Linked DNA regions of Mus musculus: all the other regions are linked to region 2. Evidence: chromatin contacts called from public Hi-C data. All regions are on one chromosome and are shown on one strand. Each heading gives the region's core, a stretch centred on a gene start, on an enhancer-like site or on the middle of the called end of the contact. The rest is flanking DNA. Distances are from core to core; before and after follow the strand shown. Region 1 overlaps Ret (ret proto-oncogene). Region 2 holds the start of Fxyd4 (FXYD domain-containing ion transport regulator 4). Region 3 has its middle 13 kb from the start of Gm23908.

What was found. Hi-C and Micro-C count contacts between places; a contact is called where the count stands out from the background.
Region 1: a Hi-C map of CD8 T cells shows a contact between it and region 2, with 4 times the contacts expected there. The contact joins the enhancer-like site here to the promoter of Fxyd4 in region 2. A contact is called at or near these places in 3 of 39 promoter capture datasets (the 3T3-L1 cell line and 3T3-L1-derived adipocytes), 6 of 484 Hi-C or Micro-C datasets (the Ba/F3 cell line, CD8 T cells, the N1E-115 cell line and 3 more), 2 of 115 datasets of contacts at active chromatin or transcription factors (embryonic stem cells and memory CD8 T cells) and 1 of 9 other capture datasets (liver).
Region 3: a Hi-C map of cerebral cortex shows a contact between it and region 2, with 4 times the contacts expected there. The contact joins the enhancer-like site here to the promoter of Fxyd4 in region 2. A contact is called at or near these places in 4 of 39 promoter capture datasets (the 3T3-L1 cell line, 3T3-L1-derived adipocytes and trophoblast stem cells), 27 of 484 Hi-C or Micro-C datasets (the AML12 cell line, the G1E-ER4 cell line, the N1E-115 cell line and 17 more) and 1 of 9 other capture datasets (pancreatic islet).

The regions. Positions count from the first base shown.
Region 1 is chr6:118,165,822-118,169,502 of GRCm38.p6, reverse strand. Ret (ret proto-oncogene) reads left to right here. Exons shown (of 19, transcript NM_001080780.1): 13 at 274-381; 14 at 1,167-1,381; 15 at 1,485-1,607; 16 at 3,523-3,593. Among named protein-coding and RNA genes, the nearest start is that of Csgalnact2, 29 kb to the right of the region's middle. Within about 2 kb of position 2,307, at least 70 of the 459 cell types and tissues checked have an H3K27ac peak or open chromatin away from gene starts, as enhancers often do. A contact at or near this core is called in CD8 T cells and memory CD8 T cells, where this site is marked.
Region 2 is chr6:117,936,030-117,939,685 of GRCm38.p6, reverse strand. Fxyd4 (FXYD domain-containing ion transport regulator 4) reads left to right here and starts at 2,351. Exons shown (of 9, transcript NM_033648.1): 1 at 2,351-2,395; 2 at 2,906-2,948.
Region 3 is chr6:118,097,627-118,100,899 of GRCm38.p6, reverse strand. No RefSeq gene overlaps it. Among named protein-coding and RNA genes, the nearest start is that of Gm23908, 13 kb to the left of the region's middle. Within about 2 kb of position 1,254, at least 12 of the 459 cell types and tissues checked have an H3K27ac peak or open chromatin away from gene starts, as enhancers often do. A contact at or near this core is called in cerebellar granule neurons, cerebellum and cerebral cortex, where this site is marked.

The DNA of each region.
Region 1 (3,681 bases), core at 1,058-3,557, 230 kb before region 2:
GAGAGCAGCAGCTAAAGTGGCCATGCTGCCATGTATACAAGCAACAGCCCTGGAGACAAGGAAGTTAACCTGTGAGCTTTTACCCTGGGGTTACACAGAGGCTACTGTTGGAATTGTGTGCACTGAGGGCTGTGAGGAGCCTTCAGCAGCTGGATGCTGAGGGTCTCCGTGTAAATCTGTGAGGGAGATGGCAGTCCATTCTCTACTCGTCGTGGTCACCAAGGAATCCCAAAGGGCTATGGCAAACACAGTCTTCTCTGTGCTGTGTTTCAGAAAACGCCTCCCAGAGTGAGTTACGAGACCTGCTGTCTGAGTTCAACCTTCTGAAACAAGTCAACCATCCACATGTCATCAAGTTGTATGGGGCCTGCAGCCAGGATGGTAAGGCTAACCAGATGATAGGGTGGGCGGGCGGGTGGGCAGCTGCCAGCACAGGGCTGGGGTCTCTCTTCTGCCCTCGGCTCTCCTTTCCCACTCTGCTTACTTCTCCTTTCTGGGAGCTGGGCTTCTGGCTCCACTCTTACTCTGCTGAGTATCTCTGTCTGCTAGCTGAGCACTCCTTGGGCCTGCTGAGCACGGGTTTGTAGCGTTAGCACCCAATACAGGGAACTCGAGGACGGAACAGTGCTTCTTGGGAACCTACAGAGTAACAAGTGTACTGTTTCCCACCGGTGAGCCCAACACCAGCCCTGCAGGGGAGGTGCACTGTCACCTTCTGTTAGCTTTTCATACCTCCCCTCTGTTTTGCCAGAGGAGTTTGACACGTGTGTGTGCCGGTGTATGTGCTATAAGATAGGCTGTCGCCGAGCTAGGCTAGGGCCAAGTCTGAGTTGTGAGATTTGCACAGGCCTTCCTGCCTCCATTGCTTTTCCCTCTCCCACTTACAGAGTCAAGGATGGGAAAAGGTATTAAGTCCTAGTACAGGGCATGATAGCTCACAGGGTAGGGCTGGGAACATGGGCAACCATGGGGACGGTCTTCCTGTACCTTGAAGGGAGCTAATGTCCCCGTGGTCAATGTAGGCCAAGAGTGAGTTGGCCTGCCATAACTTTATGATCCATAGATCCAGAGCAGGTCTGTGCCCGCCCAGTTGCTCGTGAAGTGACAGAGCCTGCAGCCACCCATACCGAGACTGGGCCCGACTCCTTGACTCTCTCTGTCCCCAGGGCCACTTCTTCTCATTGTGGAGTATGCCAAGTATGGCTCCCTGCGGGGATTCCTCCGTGACAGCCGCAAGATTGGGCCTGCCTATGTGAGCGGTGGAGGCAGCCGCAACTCCAGCTCGCTGGACCACCCAGATGAAAGGGTACTGACCATGGGTGACCTCATCTCCTTCGCCTGGCAGATCTCGAGGGGTATGCAGTACTTGGCAGAAATGAAGGTGAGAGCCACAGACGCTGTGTGCCCCTGGTGCCCAGCCCAGCCCAGCCCAGCCCCTGCCCACCAAGGCTGGTCTGAGGGTTCTTGCTGCTTTCTTTCTACAGCTTGTACATCGGGACTTAGCTGCCAGGAACATCTTGGTGGCTGAGGGACGGAAGATGAAGATTTCCGACTTTGGGCTGTCCCGAGATGTTTATGAGGAAGATTCCTATGTGAAGAAAAGCAAGGTACCTGGCCATGAGTGTCCTAGCGAGTTTGTAGGAGGGGGCGTGGGCTCGGCAGCTATGCTAATTGGGTGGGTGGCACCCTTAGAATGACTGGAGGAGGAGAAATCTACTCCCATTCTGGGTCCCCAGAACCCCAGTCAAACTTTTTTTGTATGTGATCTTCCTGAGGTACCTGGTGCTTTTAGTCACTTTCTAAGATCTCCCAATTCCTCAGAACTAGGTGCCTTTCCACAATTCCTCTTGGTTCCATAAAATAAGGCCTCCGTTCACTGTGTAACTGCTCTTTTGCACCTAGGAAGTTAAAATGGAAGTAATGGGACAATGATGCGCTGTAGCTTTATGTAGGAGTCTCACTGGGGTCTCTGGGTAAAACTGGGCGAGGAGATGCATGTCATGGGTCTTGAGAATTTCTCCAAGTCCAAGCATCATGTGGCCATCCGATTCACTGACGATGACTTGTTCCCATGGTAACCGCCTTGCCTTGTCACCTGGCATCTGCTCTCCTGAAGCTTCCATGTGACAACACAGGCAGGAAGAGTTTCCTGGGAGTGCTAGGGGGTCCTGGTGATGTGGTTTCCCGGCAGCACACACCCAGCTTTTATCTGCTTTGGCTTCATGGTGAGGCTCGTAGGTCCTCCTTGTGTGTCACCACAGGCTGCGAGCACAGTGTTTTGGGGTTTCTGTGGTAATAGCAGATCTCAGAACTGCAGAAAGGAAGTGGAAGGGGCTGCTGTGTCACACGGTAGAGAGGATATGAGAGGGCCTCCTACACAGTCTCTCACACACACAAACACACACACACACACACACACACACACACACACACACACACACGCGCGCGCGCTCATGCACATACATATCTTCCAGGGAGGCTTGCTGTCACAGTGGTGGTGTACAGGTATGGCTTTCAGGGGCTCTGACAGCCTCCAAGAGCACAAGCCGCAGGCTCCACAGACAGTGCTGTCAGGAGCCCAGTTGTACATCGTGAAGGGTATAAGCACGAGGAAGCATGTTCAATAGAAGTGACCGTGAGTGTGTGCTTCTAAAAAGGATACATTCTTAAGACCTCTTCATCGAGCTCTTCATTCCTGTTGTTGAAAAGGATTTGTTAGCACAGAGACTAGCTCTGCCGCCGGGGGTGGGGGGGTGGGGGGGGGCGGCGCTGCTCAGTCTGAGATGCTGGGAGAACCCAGAGAGAGGGAGAATCCAGCTTTGGTGCACAGTTGTTTTCTTCCCTCAAGGTTTCTCAGAGGAGCCTTGCTGATGGCGAAGTTTACAGGGTGGAAGCTTGGTGTTGGTTTCCCAAGTGGGATACTAGCAAGACACTTAGCTTGCAGGACAAGTTCTTGGCTCTGTGCTGGTGGGCACTGTTCTGCCTTACCCAGGATGCCTCAGAGCCCTAGCAACCCTCCCACAGGTGGATTTCTTGGGTTGCTTTTTTTTTTTTTTTTTTTTTGCAGGGCTGTGGTGTGTGAGAGGTTGTCTGTCCTTTGTGGCTGTGGGCAGTTTTCTTGATTCCCAGTAGAATTTTGACAAAACCAAAGGGTCAGGCTGGAGCTGTGGCCCCTTCAAGAGTGTGCACAGTTGGTCTGTCCCTGGGACATAGTATCCTATGTTCTCTCCAGAGCTAGGCTAAAGGGTATGGCTACCTTGGTTATAGGACTCAAGAGCCATAGTCTCTCCAGAGCTAGGCTAAAGGGCATGGCTACCTTGGTTATAGGACTCAAGAGCCATAGTCTCTCCAGAGCTAGGCTAAAGGGCATGGCTACCTTGGTTATAGGACTCAAGAGCCATAGTCTCTCCAGAGCTAGGCTAAAGGGCATGGCTACTTTGGTTATAGGACTCACGAGCCATAGCTGACTACTTTGGTTACAGAGCTTAGAGCCATACTAATGCCTTCGTTCACTACCTCTAGGGCCGGATTCCCGTCAAGTGGATGGCAATTGAGTCCCTTTTCGATCACATCTATACTACTCAAAGTGATGTGTAAGTGAGGCCGTTGCCATCCTGGGGTGGGGAAGTTGGGCCATGATGTCTTGTCTCAGCAGCTTGGCTAGGGGACACTGCTGTTTAC
Region 2 (3,656 bases), core at 1,102-3,601:
ATAAAAAAATGAGCAACGGAACTGAACAAAGTTCTCAAAAGAAGAACTACAAATGGCTAATAAGGATTTTCAAAAGTGTCCAACACCAGGTTTATTTGTGCATGAATTTAATCCAAGTAGAGGCAGGCGGAGCTCTGTGATTTTCAGGCTAGCCTGGTCTATACAGTTGAGTTCCTGGACAGCCTCAGCTACACAGTGAGATCCTGCCTCAAAACAAGCAAAAAAGGGGGGGAGGGAGAGGGAGGGAGAAAGGAAGGAAGAGAGGAAGGAAGAAAGTGGACCATGGTTGGCCATCAGGGAAATGCAAATTAAGACTACTTAGTGATTCCATCTTACCCAGTCGGAGGGAGTGTGCTGCTCTTGCAGAAGATCCGGGTTCAGTTCCCAGCCCCCACGTGGTGGCTCACACCATCCGTAGCTCCAGTTCCAAGGGACCTCATGCTCTCTTCTGACTGCTATGAGCACCCATGTGCACACGTACGTACATGGAGACCAATCAAACTTGTACACAAAAATAGATCTTCAAAACAAATGACAGCAAATATTGGCAAGGATGTGGGAAACAGGGAAACGTTACTCATTCTGGGTGGGGGAATGCAATTCAGTGCAGCCATTATGAAAGTCACCGTGGCGCTTTCTCCAAAAGCTGAAAATAAACCTACCATATGTTCTGTTCTATCGTTCCTCAGAATACTGCCAAAGCAGCCCATATTTACAGAGAAACCTGCACAGACATGTTTGTTGCCCGGTTGCCGCTGTATTCACAATAGCTAGGAAATAGAACCCACCAGGAAGGCCAGCAGCTGATCAGTGGACAGTGGAGACGGGAGACACATACACAATGGAATTTTACTCAGCTTTAAGAAAAAGTGAAATTTGAGGGGAAATGGATGTGACTGAAAAATATAGTAATTAAGAGAAGTGTGCCGATTGATTTTTGTCAAATTGACATAAACCTAGACAAATCTGGGAAAAGGGAATCTTAATTGAGAAAATGACTCCATATCTGAGGAGAAATGGAGAAAATGCCACCATAAAATTGACTTCTAAGCCGGGTAGTGGTGGCGCACTTCTTTAATCCCAGCACTTGGGAGGCAGAGGCAGGCAGATTTCTGAGTTCAAGGCCAGCCTGATCTATAGAGTGAGTTCCAGGACAGCCAGGGCTATACAGAGAAACCCTATCTTAAAAAAAAAATTGACTTCTAGACAAATCTGCAAGGCATTTTCTTGATTAATAGTCAATTCGGTAGGGTCTAGCTCACCCGGGGTGACATCACCCCTGGCCAGGTGGTCCCGGGTAGTGTAAGAAAACTGGTTGAGGGCTGGGTACGATTACACATCTTTAATCCCAGCACTCAGGAGGCAAAGGCAGGCAGAACATCACAATTACAAAATTAAAAAGAAAGTAACTGTTGAATCCTTTCACAGCCCTTTCCCACCTATCTAAGACAGACAACCTCAACTCTTCTTCAGTGACCTCTAGACAGGGACAAGTCTCCCTCACTTGGGAAAGAGAAGAGATTCGAGGATCATCCAAAGGTCCATGGTAGGATGGTTTGGGCCAGCATCGGACAAAGCAGGCTATCCTGTCCCTGGCAATGTCCCTCCCTCTGTGGGAGGCAGGCAAAAGTCTACCTGGACTGGGACAGTGTCCTATTCCACCTGAAGTAGGTTCCTCAAGTCACAGGGTGTCTAGGTTTAGCAAGAAGGTGGTAAAGTGAACCAATGGTTCCCTGTCAGACCCAGCCCCGTCTCTCTGAACACCGAGTTCAAATAAAAACAGTGCGACTGCCAGTCTCTATTATCTACTTCACTGTCTCCAAGGTATTCCACACAGCACAAGCCAGGAGGCTGAACCCCTGCGGCCTTTAGTGTGTGTGTGTGTGTGTGTGTGTGTGTGTGTGTGTGTGTATGTGTGTGTGAGAGAGAGAGAGAGAGAGATCAGAGATAACTTCTGAGTCAGCTTTCGTTCTACCCTGTGGTTTCTGGGCTCAGATTCAGCTTGTCAGTTGTGGTAACAAGTACTTTTACCTTCCAAGCCATCCTTCCAAACCTGGAGCTTTCTCGTAAGACCTAGGTAGACTGAGGAGGCCCCCTTTTCCTCTGGAGCATGGACTGAAATCCAGTAGTCTCAGTTTTCCCGTCTCTCCCTCATTCCTTAGCTTGAAGGAGCCAGGACCCAGCACTGGCTCTACCCTGGGTGTGGTAAGTGAGCTATGGCCTTAAGAGCAGGTGGGGAGGGCTGCCTACGGGAGCATAAGAGGTAGGACCAGTTCCCTCCAGACTGCTGGTGTGTGGCCCAGGGCGGAGCCCCTGGGTTTAAAGAGCAGAACCCACCTAGGCTCTCCTCAGACTTCCTCTCTGCACCACTCCCCTGGCTCGAGTCATCTCCCGGGTGAGTAGATGTTTGCTGGGACTTAAGTGTGCTCCTTAGAAGGGGTGGCAGAAAGACCATCTGAGGAAGGGGGAGGGGATGCCTCCAAGACTCTGAGAAGTGAACAACTATTTGGGGATTGTGAGAACAGAGATGGCCTCTCCCGGCCTTGAGAGTTCTGATTTTAAGACTGTGTAGCAGCGAGTTCAGGACTAGGGGAAGTAAGGGCCAACCTTTAACAGAAGCAGAAGTAAAATGAAAATGAGACAATCCAGGAGCTGTGGCTTTGTGTGAAGGGGTAGGAGAAACTGATGAAGGACAAAAGAAAACCAGCTTCAGAGACTGGTAGATTATAAACTCCCATGTCCAGGAGATTTTTAATCCATTTTTCCATCTTAAGGCAAAAAGCCCATGTGGTTTATATATACTGTAGCAGGTTTTCAGGGCTAGGTCTATATTTTAGGATTTACATATCATACATAGCTCCCTTAATTTCATCTGCATAATTTACAAGGTTGTTATAATTTTCAGGACACTGAAACACAGAGATATTACCTGCTAAGTCACACACCTGGTAAGTGGATGTGAGAAGACTGAGCCCAGCCAGTAGGTGCTGGATCTGTGATCTCATTAGCAGATCAGAGCTAAGTATAGTAGACAGTAACCGAGGCTTCAAAACTGAACCCTTGGCACTAGCCTATAGCTACCATTATACAGAAAGAAAGGCTGGGGCTTTTTCTCTCTAAAACTCAGCTGCACAAGGGGTGTCACAAGCAATGTAAATGAGGCCCTGGGTAGGACCTACTCACAGGAGAAAGGGGCTATGTCTCTCACACCAGCAGACCTTTCTAGCAGGTACCTATGCTCTGAGTAGATCTGGGGCTGCTTGGAGCAGAGTTCCTGGCTCTAGAAGAGGAGGCTGGAACTGCACCCTCCAGCCCTGTTGTTGAATTCTGAGATAATCTACGACTCAACCGGATTACTCCAGGCCCAGATCTTTTCAAGTGGAAGAGGCAGGGCCTGGACACCTGGTTGGGAAAGCCTAGCTCCTTCGTAGAACAGACACCTACCTCACTTGGAGCATTTGGTTTTATCTTCGTGGATTCCTACCTTCTGTGAAAGAGATGATCGCAAAGCCTACGTGGTCACTCCAGGGTGTTCTGTTTCTGAACACGTAACTAGAATTAAGCAATCCACATACCCGGGTAATCACTAGTACCATCTGTATGGGGAAGTGGAAAGCGATCGTTTCCTTAAGGTCAGCGCTTGCCTATGTGGGATT
Region 3 (3,273 bases), core at 5-2,504, 160 kb before region 2:
GTATGTATGTATGTATGTATGTATGTATGTATGTATGTATGTATGTGTGTATATGTATGTATATATATATATACATACACGTATATACATATACACATACACACATATACACATATACATGTATGCATATATATATATATATACTTATATATAAATGTTGTGGGGATAACATTCGACTTTCCAATTGGGTTTAAGGCCTGTTCCACAGGAGGAAATACAGGATGCCTGGTACTGAAAATCTGGTCAAGAACCTTTTGTTGGGGAGCCCACCAGACCCAAGGGTGAAATTAATACTATTATTTTGCTAAATAGATGTAGTATCAAACTGCCCTCTAAATTTGTATCTTTCTACACATAGATTAGTGCAAATTCCATTAGAAAAATTTCTTTGTGCAGTTAATGGTGGCTAATGCAGAAACACACGACTGGCCAAAGGGCAGAGCATAAGCAGGAAATCTTTATAACCACCCCCAAGGCTTAGGGGACAACATGGAAGGAGTGGAAAGACTGTAAGAAAGAGCCAGGTGTTAGGGGTCACTGGAGCAAAAACAGTGTCTTCTGGACATGACAGGCCCTCCCTCTGCACTTGTGAACTTAAACAGCTGTAGTTGCCTGCACAGTTACCATTCTAGCATGGGATAGGAAGGAATTCATGAGGCCCCAACCCTAGCTGAGGAGCTAAGAACAGTCGATAGCTTCTGGGGTTGGAAAGTCCGTTTTCTTTAAGGCTGTGGCTCCTAGTAGATGGACCATACCTCAGTAGGTGACCCCAATTCCCAGAAGTTCATAGAAAGGATATCTGGAATCAATGGGTTATTAAACTTAGAAATAAAAGGATATAAATTTAAAGTGGAGCAGGAAGGTATAAGGACTGATCTTAGAGAAGTTAGGTGGAAGAGTTGGGTGTGAATGCAATCAAAATATATTTTACGTAATTTGGAAAAAAATTAATAAACATTTATTTTGTAAAAACTGAGCTACTCTGGGGACTTGAGGTCAGGAAGGACAACCAGAACTCAGAGGGAGTTGTGGAGAACAGAGCATCCATCCAGACAATGACAATCACAAGGGCACAGAGAGCAGCAGGCTCAGCTCAGGCAGGTAGAGAGATCCACAGGGAAAGGGTAGCTAGCTCTCTTGGCTGGCTAGGACCTGATCTCACCCGCTGCCAATCATCATGAGTTGCATAATGCTGAGCCTAAGGCCAGCCAGTGGATCAACCTCTCTCTGGAGCCACCTACCTGTCACTGCTGAAGAGTCACTCAGGTTCCATGAATAGACTTGATACACCACAGCTTCCTTCCTTCAGCAGGGTGACTAATGCCCAACAGTGCTTGAAAGCAAGAACACAAGCCCTCTGCCTGAAATGATCCCAGCCTCTCATTGATTCCCACACACTCAGGGGCCACACCCCCAAAGCTAAGACATTAGTAGCCCCTGGGGGGACCATCTGAGGAAGGTGAGAAAACCTGTTCAGTTTATAGACTGCAACCTTAAGTGTGGCCAGCAGAGGCCTCTGGTATGCAAAGAAAGGAAGCTGTAAGGTAAAGACCGCCCCAGCAGACCTCAAACACTTGTCTAATAAAGTCACCGGGCAATGGCGTAGGCCAGGGTCTCAAGGATCTCAGGTGCACAGCAAACTGGAGACCAGCCTGAAATATATGAGGCTTGTATTAAAATAAATGAACAAGAAATTAGAAAGATCTCATCTCACCCAGCGAAACACTTCAAAGTCTTAGAAAAATAAGAAAATCCAAACCCAAAAGCAATAGATAGCAAAAGAAAGAGACGAAGGAAGGAAGGAAGCAAGGAAGCAAGGAAACAAGGAAGGAAGGAAGCAGGGAAGGAAGATAGATAGATAGATAGATAGATAGATAGATAGATAGATAGATAGATAGATCAGGGGAGAAATTAATAAAATGGAGATCGAGAGAACAATACACACACTCAAACAAAGACCCTAAAAACTCCACCAGAAAAGTCTTAGAACTATCATTTTTCTCTCTATTTTTTTGAAAAAAATCATACAATATATTCTGATAAGTTTCTCCTCCCTCAGCTCCTCAAAGACCCTTCCCACCTCTCAGCCACTCAACTCCATGGCCTTTTTTTCTCTTTCTCTCTTTAGAAAACAGGCAAGCGAACAAACAACCGCAACAAGAAAACAATTTTTAATGAGAAAACACACACACACACACACACACACACACACACACACACACACACACACAAAAACCACAGAGAAACAACGCATAAAAACACAAACTGAAAACTCTCAGCAAAATGGTAAAACACAACATTTCTCTACCAAGAGCCACCACTTTTCTATCATGGCGATGAGAAAGCTTCAGAGAAAGCATTTAAGGCAGCGGTTCTCAGCCTTCCTAACGCTGCAACCCTTTCATACAGTTCCTCAGGCTGTGGTGACCCCAACCATAAAACGATTTCATTGCTACTTCATAGCTGTAACTTTGTGCTTAGGTGACCCCTGGAAAGGGGACATTCAACCCCCAAGGAGTTGCAACCCACAGGCTGAGAACCATTTGGGGGGTTGTCCTATTCGAATAGTTGAAAAGAAAAATGTAGGAATAACCCTAATAAGAGGGTGGAAGTCCTCCAAATAAAAACTGGAAGATACTGAAGAAAGATATTGAAAAAGACACGGCAGACAGCAAGGCCTCCCACGCTCATATATTGGCAGAATTAATACCATTAAAATGGCTGTATTACGAAAAGCGAGTCCAGATGTAACATGTCCTCATCAAAATGTCAACAGGATTCTTCACAGAATGATTTAAAAAAAAATCCTAAAACGCCTGTGAAAACACAGAAGAATCCCAAACAACCCATGCAATCCTTAGAAAGCACTGCTGGGAAAGAATACTACTGAGGCAGGCATGATCCTGCCTGCGAAGCTGGCATGAGAGCTCAGGTTGGGGCCAGGGTTAAGAGCTCTGGCTTCTCTTGCAAAGAACCGGCTCAGCTCCCCACACCCACTTGGCAGCTCACAACCATCTGTAACTCCAGCTCCAGGGGACCTGATGTCTTCTTCTGGCCTCCATGGGTACCAGGCATGTCCACATACTGCACAGACAGACATGTGTGCTGGCAAAACACCCATGCACATAAATAAAGATACATGGTAAATATTTTTAAAAGAAGATCCCAAGTTCAGAGTCAGCAGGGCTACACAGCAAGATGCCACTGCAAACACGTGGTCTCTTTCACTCTGTTTCTAGAAGGTTGTAAAAACGAGACGTATTTGGGGGATGG